Regions from separate parts of the Rattus norvegicus genome. Here regions 1 and 2 are each linked to region 3. A link is a contact called in public Hi-C and HiChIP or PLAC-seq data. All regions are on one chromosome and are shown on one strand. The core of a region is the stretch at or near the end of the contact, and the rest is flanking DNA. Distances in the headings are between cores, read along the strand shown.

Region 1 (4,522 bases), core at 916-3,415, 59 kb before region 3:
AAACTTTTAAACCATAGCAAAGCAGAAACACAACAATGAGAACCTAGACATTAGACAGGCGGGCAAGAGAGGGGAAATAAAAGACTGGGATTTGGCGTGAGCGCTTTTCTCTTGGGCTGAAGAGATGGCCCAGCAGTTAAGAGTGCCTGCTGCTCTTCTAAAGGACACACGTTTACTCCCACATGGGGCAGCTCACAGTGCCTGGAACTTCAGTTCCCAGGAACGCAATGTGGTCTTCTGGTTTCTGGAGACACCCACACTCATGCAGCACACACACAAACACATTTAAAAAAAAAATCTCTTAGCCAGGTGTGGTGGGCCACACCTTTGATCCCAGCATGAGGTAGAGGTAGGGGTATGTATATATGTGAGTTTGAGCCAGACTGATCTACAAAGTGAATTCGAGGACAACCAGGCCTGTTACATAGAGAAACCTTCTCCACACCTCCCCCCCCAAAAAAAACCCAAACCAACCAATAAACCATTTTTTTCACATAAAAATAAAAAATTTGAAATTTTAAAATTTCTTTAAAATGTTAACTTAGTAAGAACCTAATGCCATTTTGGACTGCGGGAGAACCGAAGTTCACACAGTACTTACTTTGTCCAGCTTGCGTGACCGGAGTGCATGGGCTGCTCTGTGGTACTGTGCTGTGAGGTAAAGACACTGAGCCAACCAATAAACATCCTGGGGTTCCTCTGAGGGGCAAAATTACACAAGTGGTCAGAGGCTCATGGGGGAGATTTCTAAAGATTAATTAGGGGAAATAAATTGCGTATCACTCACCATGAGAGAGTGAAGCTACCTTGTCTGCCCAAAACAGAGCACTTTGATACTGTTGCTGCATATAAAAAGTAAACACAGGGTGACTACCGTTGCCCCCACAGTTCTGACACATGTCTACTAATATAATATAAACCCATACACCAAATCAACAGCTCACTACAATACCTCCTTAGATGTTGCATGGGGCTCACCAATCATCTGTATTTTACAACTCAACTAGTTCGGGAGTTTTAGTTCATAACTGTAAGAACTTCATAGATACAATTCAAGATAGCAGTTTAACTCACACACTACCAAAAAGGTATCAGCTAGTATCTAAAACAGTAGATAAGAGATGACAGTGCAGTCATCTAGAACTTCTGGTCCTGACATTTATGTAATAACACTGTCCACGAGTTCAAATGAAGTCCAAAGTAGAATTTAGTAGAGCACTAGATCCAAATATTTCAAATTAAAACCACAACATATTAACAGTCACCGATCATGGGCAAAGTCGCCCCCTATAGTCAACTCTACCAAAACAATCTGACAGCAGACAGACACTCATGAATTTGTCCTGGTGGTGCTGATTCCCGGCTCTTACTGCCTCGGCCTCAGTTCCCCAGGATACATTCAGAACAGGCTTGCCGAATGGGTGGCCAGGAGAAAGCCTTAAGGACCCAAGAATCTGCTCAGAACAGATGCCCCCAGAGTGGAGAAGAGGCCCACATTGTCCTCTACATTTCAGTGCCAAAGAAAATAATCACAAAACCGACTGCCTGTTAACACTCTGCCTTCCAGCAACGTGCTGCAAACATTTGGGTCAATCACTTAGCATCTATTCCGTTTCCCATTTATCGGGAGAGCAAGCATTTTAGCAAAGGCCAAATGACATCACAATGACGTGGACCCCCCCCCCCAGAGACACACCTTCCCTTAAACACTCCCTGCTGTCCACTCGAGGGAAGTGTGGAGGCTGAACATAGAGCATTAGGTATTGTTTCAAGTCCTAATTGGAGAGCGCTTGTCTGTATTCACAAGTATTCTGTCAAATAAGATCCCCAACTAAATCCTCTCAAACATCCCACGGCCCAGCCAGATTCCAAGGCCACAATGCAACCCTCCTAACCCCAACCCCGCTTCCACAGTTCAAGCAGGATCTGAGCGATCAGCTGCGCGCTCCCCGCCAGGCCCCACCGCCCCGAAGCCCAGCGTCCGGCCACCCGCCGCGCACCTGGTCCAGGTACTGCCGGACGCGTTTGCGCAGCGGCTCCAGGTTCATGGCCGCGAGGCCAGGTCAGGCACCCGACACCCCCTCGAGCCTCCGCGCGCCCCCGGGTGTCGATGGACCCAAGCCCGCCGACCACCACCCGGATCAGACCCCGCGCGCCACACGGCACTTCCGCTCTGATAGGCCCTACCCCGGAAGTCCCCTGCAAAAGCGTCCCCTCGGGTGTGTGCCCACTCTATTGGTTCCGTGGCAATCTGGGTGCCACTACCTCCCCACCCCTTGTTATTTTTGAGACTGAATTTTTCTCTCTGCAGTCCTGAGAGGCGCGCGCACACACACACACACACACACACACACACACACACACACACACACACACACACACACACACACACACACACACACACACACACACACGGTGGTGATCCAACCGTACTCATTGACTTGAGGTGGGTATGTGGCCAGGTATAGTTGACCATATTTACAGATGTTTCCATTCACTTTGTGAATAGAATCATTTTATAAAGAAAATTTGTGCTGTCACCACAGATGGTAAACATCAGAGACAGTTATCTGGGAAAGTAGTGGATTAACATTCTAACACTCTGTTCTTTTTATCTCACCTCCAGCCAAGAAAGCTATAAAAAAGAGTAAACAAAGACAGTCATTCCAAAGTATAATATTGCCTTTCTGATAAGTGGTCAGCCTTACTCCTGAGGTTATGTTGGTGTGTGTCTCCGTATGCATCCTGCACTTCTTCCTTGTTATCTTTCTGTGCAGCTGGCTTTGCATCGTCCCAAGGCTGCCAAGACCTTCATTCTTCCAGTAGATACACTTGGAACAAACAAACCATTACCAGTGTGTACACGCTGAGCTATTCGCAATATGCACTGTAGATTCTTTTCTACAGTACGAAGTACAAGTGTACGCTTACAGAATATTAAGGTGCTCCATCTGCCTTTCCTGTCTGTGGTGTATCTCCCTGAATTGTCTGAGTTTCCCATAAGTCATCTTTCTGTAAAGCCTCCAACAATGTTATGGAGTTCCCAGATACAATGACCACAACATATCCTACCTCGCATACCTTCTGTTTCCTTTCTGTACTTTGTATGTGAGCCTAATTTCAAATGTATCTCCTTTTCCACAAAAGAGTGAGAGATACAATGTTCATTTGTTTGCTCACGGGAATACTTTAAACACTGTTCCTCATCTGAAGCTCCTTGTTCTTTGTAATGTTTTATAGCGTTCTCCAACTGGTGGTGGTGGGTTCCATGCAACCAAGCAGAGCTACAAATGTGGCCCAACAGAATGGTATAACCTTTCTTAAAACATTATGGGGCTGGGGATTTAGCTCAGTGGTAGAGCGCTTGCCTAGGAAGCGCAAGGCCCTGGGTTCGGTCCCCAGCTCCGAAAAAAAAGAACCAAAAAAAATTATGAAGTTTGTATGTGGTTTGTTTTGTTTGTAATGCAATTGTGCATTTCTCAAAGGTGAGCTTTGTGCCCCAGTGTCAACAATGCCTGAAAGTTTCTTGTCACATGCAACGAAGTAGGCTGAACTATGTTGTAATTCAAAGGAACCTTTATCTCTTGCCTGAGGATGCTCAAGGACTGGGCCCTGGGTGCTCAGGAATTTGGCAAAGCAATACTCTACGTTTATTTGGGAAGGTGTTTCTGGATGTGATTAATTTTGAACCAGCAGAGTAAAGCAGAGACCCTTCCCCGTGTGGATGGACCTCTACATCCAACCTGTTAAAAGACTAAATGGCAGAAATTCAGTCTCTGCCTGGCCATTCGAGATGGGATGTCAGTGTCTCCTTGCTGTGGATCCAGCCTGCGCTCAGGCTGAAACTTATATCTAGCCCTGTACTAATCATGTTTCTTCTCACCACGACTAGATAAGAGGCAACGTAAGGGAGGAAATGGTATACGTTAGCTTATACTTTGAGGAGACGTTATCTGTCATGGCAGGGGAGGCACAGAGGCAAGGGTGGGAGATAGCTAGTCACTTTAGATCTACAGCCAGGAAGCAGAGGGATAAATGGATGCTGGTGCTCCATTCTAGTACTTTCCTCTCTGATTCAGTCTGAGACTCCGGTCTACAGGACAATTCCACCCACATTCAGGATGAGTCTTCCTTCTTCAGTCAAATCTTTCTGGGAATGTTTTCACAGACAAACGAAGAGCTCTGTTTCTGTGGGGACCAGTTCAGACCAGTTGACAGCCAAGATTAATTGTCATGGTTCTCCTGGGTCTCCAGCTGGCTGAATATAGATCCCAGGCATATAGACCTTGAATATAGACCTTGCGGCATCCATAATTGGGTGAACCAATTTCTTCTCTTCTACTAAGCCTCTCTTCTTATCTCTCTTCTCCCCAACCTCCTCCCTCCTGTTTCACTAGAAAACTTAACTCCATACAGTGACCATTTCCTCCAGGAGGAAGAAAATGAGCTCCCTGAGCAGGTGATATGATTTCTCCTTTTCTTCTCAGTGGTAATGGTGAGAAGAGGGGAGAGAAACCGATCA
Region 2 (4,062 bases), core at 865-3,364, 59 kb after region 3:
CTGCTGTGCCGTCTCCCTCTGTGTCTTCTCCCTTCTGGGTTCTGGAGACGAGTTTTGCACATAAAGACATCTTAGACGATCCTGCGTTAAGGAAGCTTCTGTTTCCTTAATCTCGGAATGGTTTGGGTCTGAGGTATCTCACTGAAAGCCAGTGGCTTGTGGGAGCCATGAGAGGGTTGGTACCTTTCCACAATTTTACCATTTGGCTGTGCTGTCTCTCCAAGGGTCTGCCCCACTTGGAAGTTCCTGGGTCTTTTGGACAGAGCCTAAGAATTCCCTGCATTTATAATGACCCCAGGGACTTCTCCAGGTCCAGGGTGGTCCTTTAACAACTCAGAAAGCCACTGTATATTCCCATGTGTGTGTGACCACCAAGGCCCCTACTCCCGATCCCTTGTTTTAGCCCTCATTCAACTACAACGCCCTTGACTCACTTGTCCCCAAGTCCCGTGGGCATTCTTTCCTAGCCAGGTACACTCCTGTGTCAACGTGGGATTCCTTCTGTACTGTGACAACAGCTGGCTGGAAACATCAGTTCGTTTCTATGTCACAGGCTCTCTAAGCAGCTTCCACACTTATCTTTCTAGTGATCCCAGCCAAGTTGGGGCTTCTCGGCATGTGTCACTGATGGGTACCTCCTGGTCCCCAGGAAGCTGCAGGGAGAAACTCTGGAGAGGTGGGCCCAACACTGACCCTCTTTCTCTGTCCTGGGCACCCCTGTGGAGAACTGTCGAATGCCTCTTTAAAGACTGCAGTTTCCTCCTATGCCCTTGCCTGCTCCCTATGACATGGGCTTGAAACATTCCAGTCCCATGGCTGGCCTGGTGTCTGGCTTTGTGGGTTTTCCTAGTAATCTTGTGGCAGTGTCACGTTCCAATGGACTTGTGGCTCATGAGGGCACAAGGGGAGGCTAAGAGAAAAGAGATATAGGAACCAGAGGCTTGGATTATCCCAATACCTGCCCGATGTCCAAGACTCCAGGTGACACAGATGACAGGTGCTTCCTAGTCCTAGAAGACAGGTCCAGGCAGGGACCCAGCTCACATTTCTCATCCCCCAGCCTCACGCCGTGAGTCGTGAGCTACCCCATCTGTTCTTCTCACCAGGTCTGTGTTTAGTTTGAAAATTTGCAGATCTGTGAGCCAGAGTTTTCAAGATAAGCAATCCCAGCCTGTGTCTTAACTACACGTAGGTCCCCTGCAGCCAGCGCCCTGCAGGCTTCCTGCCAAAACCCTGGGGTGTTGGGCTGTGACATACGGGGCACCAGGCAGGAAGTTAGCCTGGTATAGAAGCACCATGATCTGACCTCAGGGTCACTCTGTTCCCAGGCTCCTCTGCAGATGTGTGAATGGTGTGAGGACCCCCAGTGAAGTTTTTCCATTTCTTACTGGATGGCATCCTGGTCAGGGTCCTGTCTCTGGTGCTCCCCTTCCTCTTTGAAATGCTCTGATAGCAGGTCCCCAGTGGGACAGGCTCAGCACCAGTGGTTAAATCTGGACGGCCCTATCATCCTGTCACATACTATGCGAGCCCTTAGGAGGCTTCAGAATCCCAATCCAGGGGACTTAAGCATCAGATTTGGGGGAAAGCGAGAGGCTTCCCTCAGGCCTGAGCCCCTCTGTTACCTGAGGTCTTTCTGGAACTGACTGCTGCCCTCACAGGACCCTTCTGTGCCCTGTAGCTGGGGACATTTGATATACCATTGACTCTAATGAAAGTTTAATCTAGCTTTTAATTAGTGATTAGCCCAGTGCCTATTTCATAGCAGAATGTTCAGCCATTGAGAAACAGGCAGGAGTCTTCATAGAGCACTGTTTCCAGTCCATGAGGCTACCAGCTGTCTTAGAGCCTGAGAGTCACATGGCTTCTGCCCTAGGTCCTCTTGGAGATTGGCCTTGTCCCAGCCTCCTTAGATTGGGGCACAAAGACCAGGCATGATGAGACCCACCCAGATTCCTTTGTTCTTCTCCATAGTCCTCCTCTCAAGTCCCCATCCCAAGATCCCCATCTGAGGTTGGGAAATAGGTCCAGGAACTCGCTCCAGGGAGAACACTGGGGACGACGCTCTATCATTTCACATGACCAGTGTCGCTTGTCACGAGGTGCACACGGCAAGCAGCAAACAGCTGGGATGGGGTGGGGCAGCATAGATGTCGGGAAATGACTCAAGGAGGACTTGGTGGTTTCTCTGCAGGTCCCAGGCGAGGGAGGCTTATGTGAGCCCTGTGCCCGGTCCTATGGGTGGTGGGGGGCGGGGAGGTTGGAGGGACTGTGAGAGAAAAGATTCAGAGGGCTCAGGAGGAGGGGTGGGCGGAGAAGCAGGGAAGGAGAGATTAGAGAGAGGAGGTTTTCAGAGGGTTCCTGCCAGAGCACAGAGTGATAATGGCCCCTTGTCCACTTTTCTTTTTCTTAATGAAAGTTTCTTGATTCTGTGAAACTCCTTTGAGCCTCTGGCTTCACCCTTTTTTCGATGAGGTAAAAGACAATGTGTCTGTCTGTCATTCCGGTGGCCTCAAGGCAGAAGTTGTTGGCTAGATTAATTTCTTCTTGTCAAACAGCAAAGAAGAGAGAGGGGCCCAGCCCTTGCCTGTGGGTCTTTTCTTTATTGGGAAAGAGGTTTCTGGAGCCCTTGGGCTGGAATGGGGGCTTCCTGGCTTACAGTCCATGCCTCTCCTGCCACTGGCTGCGGCCTGGACAAAGGCGGCCTGTGTGGACACAACCGTGGCTAAGCAGTGCCTGGGAAGGGAAGCATTCTCACTGTGGGCCCCTTTGAGGGCCACAGAAAGGAGGCTTTGTCCACAGGGAGGCCCTGGGAGGGGGTGGTAGGAGAGTGTCCCTCCCCGTGTTTAGCCTGCTTCCTTTTTCTTTTGAAAATATGTTTTAAACTCTGATGCCCAGGAAGGGACACAAGCTGACTGCCATTGATGAGAAAACCCAGTGCACAGGGTGTTGAGGTCCTGCATGCCTAGTTCTTCCTGCTTCTAGCCTGGTCCTTAACTCTGACCCAGGAGGAAAGTTGGCATGCAACTTGCCACAGCCTGGGTGTCCTTGCTGGACACCCCCACAGGTCTCCGTCACAGGCACTATGTAATTACAGTTGGGGCAGCCATAGCTCAGGACATAAGAGGCCTTGAAGCTGTTCAGAGCTGGGGGTGAGGGTCTCAAGTCAGCCACTGGTAAGAAAGTTGTCCCCAGATGTGGGGTGCATTTCCTTTAGAAACGGTTTCTCACGTGCTGTAAATTGTTGGAACACAGATTCAAATGTTCCTAGTGGATCAATATCCGGAGAGAGAAGATACTGGCGGAAAGCAGGCCAAAGTCACTAGGAGAAATTTTTAGAAGCTCACAAATGTATGGAAACATCTTGAACACATCTGTAACTTAAACATTTTCAATTAAATAGTTCCTTCATTTTTTTTTTTTTTGACTGCTATCAATTGGGCAGATTTATTTTTGGTGTTTGGAGATGAATACGCACAAGATCAGAGTCACACTCGTGTTCGAGTGAACTCTTCACCGTGTTGGGGTGAGCTGGCTTTGGGAGGTGTGAGCCCTCTTACGCTCGGCCCCCAGAGCCTAAGAGCGTTCCGCACCAACAATCCCGCTTCAGAATGGTTCTGTGGGGACAGACAGGGGCCATGCAGATCCACTGACTGTTCACTGTGACACTGTTTCCAGCTGCGAAAGTTGAGAAAAGCTAACGGTAAGGGAATCTGGAGGTTGTGTTGATGGCTGGGGACACTTGGCCCCTGGTGGTATGTTTGCTTCTCCTGAAAGTGACTGGTGCTTTGGCACGGTGCTAAGGAAAAGCAGACTGTGTCAGAATGTGTACGGAGTTCCCACTTTCCCCTTAAAACCCATCTGTAACCGTTTCCTTTTTTTTTTTTTTTTTTCTTGGTCCGTATATATTTAAGGCAATGTGTTCTAGGAGGGCTTACCCCAGGATGTTAATTCTAGCTTCCAGCTTTCTGACATCTGACTATATTTTTGTTCTAAAAGTAGCTTTATTGAAATATATAATTGACAGTTCATATCATTTAGCTGTTTAAAATCATAACTCCA
Region 3 (4,578 bases), core at 101-2,600:
TACAGGGGTTTTCTGTGTACTTCTGGCTGTCTTGGAACTTACTCTGTAGATCTGGCTGGTCTTGAACCCAGAGATCTGCCTGCCTCTGCCTCCTGCACTGGGAACAAAGGTGTATGCCAACACCTCCTGGCTTTTTATTCATTTTTTTTCCAAGTTGGTTTTGCTCCTGGAGCTTTATCTCAAGACAGCAGCCGGGCTAAAGCAGTCTTTTGGTCATTTTGTATCATCTGCCCCCCTACTCCATACCTGTCCAGCCATGTGCCTGCTACCCAAGTTCTCTACCACTGAGCTGAATTCCTGAGCCAGCAATTCAGGCTTTTTGATATGTTAACCTAGAGGGGCTCCCTCTCTTCCCAGTCAGAGCCTGACTATGACACAGCAGCTTCTGGAGGGTTTTAATTCAGCGCCTCTGGAATTCCAGCACCTTTCTGGGCACGCTGACCTATCCACTGTATTTCTGTTCTCTGGTTGCTGGTGAGAGAGATACCAGACAGCACCAAGGAGCTTTTGTGTTACACCCTCCTTTCAGACGGTGTATCAATGATCTAGCCTCCCGACTCCACAGCCGATGCCATTTCGGTTTTCAGACCTCCCAGAAGCACTGTATTCTTTCCACACACCAATCAAATTGCCAGTAAGCACCAGGTTTGATGGTCCTGGAATGCTAAATTCTAGGGTCCCGTGGAGATTGCTCAAGTACACCACAGGGCAAGCAGGGACTGCCTGCTGGGCACAGGGTCACTTGAACCTCACTTTGACTGAGCATCACCTTCTGATTTTTCCTGAGCGATCGGCAGGTGTCACTTTTCTCAGTTGCCGAAGCTGGGACCAGAAGAAATCTTTTCCTTTCATACCTTTTGCTTGAATATAGCTTTTTAAAATTTAAGTGCGAGTCGGACTCACGGGACCTGGCAGTTAAAACACAGATCAATACTCATGGCTTTATTTTGTCCCAGATCTAGAGAGACCAGACCAGCGGGGGCCTTGAACAGGGACCGCTTCGGGGGCACTCCAAGTCAAGTCCCTTCCGATCCCGCCTTAGAGTCCGACTCCGCCCCTTACAGACCCGACCAATGGGGTGCAGTGTTTGACAGTGGGCGGAGTCGTACTACCCCACCCCATGCAGAGCCTTAGCCAATGAAGATCGGGGCTCTGGCGGAGGAAGGCGCCCACAGCCCCGCCCCCGAGCTCTGCCAATGGAAGGGCGCGAGGCGGTGCACCCGGGCAGAGCGCGGACCGTAGCGCGCGGTGCTCCGGGGGCATCCGCCGCTCGGCTCCGTCTGCCGGCTCCTTTCCCTGTCTTGTCCCCACTTCTGCAGCCGCGCTGCCGGGTCCTCGCGCGTTGGCGAGGTCGACAAGCAGCATGGCGGTGGAGGAAGAGGGACTGCGGGTCTTCCAGAGCGTGAGGATCAAGATTGGTGAGGACCGTGGTGGCGTGGGCAACTCCCCAGACCCCTGCTCCTAGTATCCGGCCCAGCTGGACCGGCTCCTCGTGTTTCCCCGCCCAGACTGCCCGGTTCTCCGTGGCACTGCGGGGGAGGTGGAACCTGCATCAGGGGGCGTCTGTTTGTATGCGCGAGCACGCGTGGTTGTCTGCGTGTGAGCCTGCAGCACCGCTCCGGATCTCGGGCGCCTGAGTTTACATGCACGAGCACGCGCGAATCCGTCTGGGTGCTCCCACTTGAGGGATCGGGTCTACTGATGTCAGTCTCCCGGTGTCCCCGTCGCAGTCGTGCGCAGGAACTTCTTTCCCAAGGAGGGGGCGCCCCTTCACCCTGCTGCAGGTTTTGAGGCCGTGCACGCGCGCGACTCGTGTGTGTGTGTGTGTGTGTGTGTGTGTGTGTGTGTGTGTGTGTGTGTGTCTGCGCGCTGCAGGCGTGGTGATGGAGCCACCAGCACCTCCCCCTCCTTTCATTGAGAACTGGCCGTGGGAGCTGTGGCCGGCAGGCCTGGCATTCAGGCTGCGCTAGGCTGGTCGGGACTTCAGCAGCAATGCTGGGGGCAGGGAGTGAAGTGGAACTGAAGTGATCTAGAGAGAACTTCCTGATTTTTTTTTTAACCTGGAGATTTCGTCTTTCCCAGTTGTTGTTTTTTTGTTTTTGTTTGTTTGTTTTTTTTTAATCTTGTGAGTGATGTGTGAGTCTACTTCCTTACAGTGGTTTTCTGAAGTGACCGTTACACATCAAGCCATTAACGCACTGGGCAGGGGCCAATTTTCTTGGAAGGAATTCTGGGTCCTAGTGCACTGTCCCTGTAGTCTTTTCCCTCTGAACTGCGCCCCACATTACTGGCCTGTTCCCATGTGAAAAGGCCCCTAGTGGGTGGCAACAGTCACAGCCCAGTGTCAGTTGTTGATGACATTCGATGCTGTCTGAAGAATGCCAGCTACTCGCAATCAGCGTGTTGCTTCCTGTCCGCTTTATTTTGCTTTTGAATCATCGCCGAGACAGTTTGATCTTTGGTTCAGAAGCGCTGCGGATAGCATGTGGTGTTTGGGCTGGAGCAGAGGGCATGGGAGGGATTTCTCTGGCTTTTATGCCTGGAATTGCTGTCAGGAAAGAGGCTGCTTTCTGTCCTCTGCGGGCAAAGACCACTTGTGTGAGGGTGGCTGGCTTCAGTTTCCTTCAGCCAGAGCCTCTGACCAAGTGAGTCCACCAGGCTCCAGGGGTGCTGTGCCCTTTTGCTCAGGGACTGGGGAGGTTGTGGAATCCTGTTGGGGAGAATCAGGTCAGTTGGTAACAAGGGTCCGAGACTTTCCCTCTCAGTACAGTGTGCTTGCCTCAGTCCTAGCATCGGCTGCTGTGCACACAGGGAAGGGTTTTAGTTCCAGTCAAACAAAGAGGATTTCTTTTCTGGACTATCACAAGCAAAGTGTCCAAGACAACAGTCTAATCTGTCTGCCGGATTAGGGTCCTCACTAGAGGATCGGCAGAGGGGACAAGTCCTAAGGTCCCTCTTCCATTGTGCCGTTGAATAAGGGTATGATTGGAGCCTTCATTGCCTCTGACTGAATAGGGGCCTGGGCAGCTCTCAGATGTACAGATGTGGTGGCAGTGAGTGAGGTTGGGTAGAGATGTCCAAGCTCCCACTGGCTCTCTAAGTGTTCCTTGTCTTATCTTTCCTCGTCATTTTTCTCAGAGGTCCTTACCTGCAGGGCTGCTCAAGAGGGATGGTCATGCCTCTCTGGATGGAGTATGCAGGGAGCATAGCTCTGCATATAGAGCCTGCCTTCTGTGTCCGAGCACAGATGTGTGTTGGGTTGGCTTTTTGGAGCTCAGGAAACAACTGGTTTGGGTTCGGTGTTTCTTGGCTGCCCTGCTTGTCTGATATCACTGGGGTCCCCAGGGAAATCCCATCAGAAGATCAGGACCCCTAGCCAGGTGGATTGGGTGGTCAGGCTCCCGGTGTGCCTTATTTAAAGTCTAGTAATGGAGGTGGGACCTCTTGGGCTTTCCTTTCCATTTCTGGTTTGTGGTCTTACCACTCTATGATTTGCATCTGCCTGAGTGTCACTAGTTGTGACACTGTTGTTGACTTGAGGGCAGAAGTATTTGACCCTTTCTCCCCCTGATTCTCCATCTCTGTTTTTGTCTCTGTCTCTGTGCCCCCCCCCCAACACACACCAGAGTACACTCCTCTGAGCCTTGTCTCCAGGCAAGCTGACTTCCAGGGTGACCTAGATGAACCTCTTTCTTGTCACAGCCATTTCCCCATCTGAATAAAGCAAGAGTCCGAAGTGGGGGCTGCATCCGGTGGGAATACACAAGGCTGTCATCTGTCCTAGTCAGCACCCTCCCCCCGCCCCCACCCAGTGAAGTTCCCAAGAAGGGAAGAGAGACAATTGCCCCTAAAATCATACATACAGATAAACACCATTACCACTGCTGTGTGGAGCGTAGGGAAGGGGCTGATATTACGAGGCTGCCCTCTACTTCTTGACTGTAGAATGTAAGATAGTACTTGGTTTCACCAGAAGCGAAATCTCTCTGTTCTTCCTCTTTCTCATCCCATCTACATCCTGCTCACACAGAAGACAAAGACACATAAAAGTAAAGTATCTTAACAGTAACGCGAATAAAGCGTCTCCGGTCTTGTCTTGAAGAGACCGCTGCTTCTCCGTTTGAAATTTGCGTGGTTATTTAGATGTGTTCTTCCGTGCGGTGAGAATCGCTAAGTGTCTTTGGTAACAATTACTGCTTTGTTAAACCGTCTTCAGCCATCACATGGGACTGACCCACGCTTCCTTGAGGCCGCTGTATTGAGGAAGTGTGTAGCCCAACTCTCTAGAGCCAGCGCTTGCCTGTGATTGGGCAAATAGCTGTGGCCAGGGCTCATCTGCCCAGCAATGCTATTTTGGGCCTGGTGATCTCTAGGGTTGCAATATAGCTTTACTTCCCAGTCATGTTTTCCTTTCTCACAATATTTATTATTTTTTAAAAGTGCTCCCTTGATAAAAAAAAACATTGATGCATAGAGCTAATTATCAGCTGTCAGGTAATAAATAAAAATTTAAAATTCTGGCTTTGAATTCCCAGGCCAGAAATGTTCTCTTGCACTGTTAGAAATGGCTTTGTTCAT

What was found. A called contact is a pair of places that touch in the nucleus more often than the background predicts. HiChIP or PLAC-seq counts read pairs in DNA pulled down with a chosen protein or histone mark.
Region 1: an H3K27ac HiChIP or PLAC-seq map of oligodendrocytes shows a contact between it and region 3, with 2.6 times the contacts expected there. The contact joins the promoter of Cdc16 here to the promoter of Rasa3 in region 3. A contact is called at or near these places in 3 of 12 Hi-C or Micro-C datasets (the A7r5 cell line, the Rat2 cell line and liver) and 1 of 1 datasets of contacts at active chromatin or transcription factors (oligodendrocytes).
Region 2: a Hi-C map of frontal cortex shows a contact between it and region 3, with 2.1 times the contacts expected there. The contact joins the enhancer-like site here to the promoter of Rasa3 in region 3. A contact is called at or near these places in 2 of 12 Hi-C or Micro-C datasets (frontal cortex and psoas muscle) and 1 of 1 datasets of contacts at active chromatin or transcription factors (oligodendrocytes).

Annotation. Positions count from the first base shown.
Region 1 is chr16:82,496,600-82,501,121 of GRCr8, forward strand. Cdc16 (cell division cycle 16) reads right to left here and starts at 2,166. Exons shown (of 18, transcript NM_001024744.1): 1 at 2,001-2,166; 2 at 788-842; 3 at 602-699. The coding sequence starts at 2,048.
Region 2 is chr16:82,614,072-82,618,133 of GRCr8, forward strand. All of the region lies in intron 2 of Rasa3 (RAS p21 protein activator 3), which reads left to right. Among named protein-coding and RNA genes, the nearest start is that of Rasa3, 59 kb to the left of the region's middle. Within about 2 kb of position 2,115, at least 40 of the 93 cell types and tissues checked have an H3K27ac peak or open chromatin away from gene starts, as enhancers often do.
Region 3 is chr16:82,556,206-82,560,783 of GRCr8, forward strand. Rasa3 (RAS p21 protein activator 3) reads left to right here and starts at 1,351. Exons shown (of 24, transcript NM_031574.1): 1 at 1,351-1,418. The coding sequence starts at 1,364.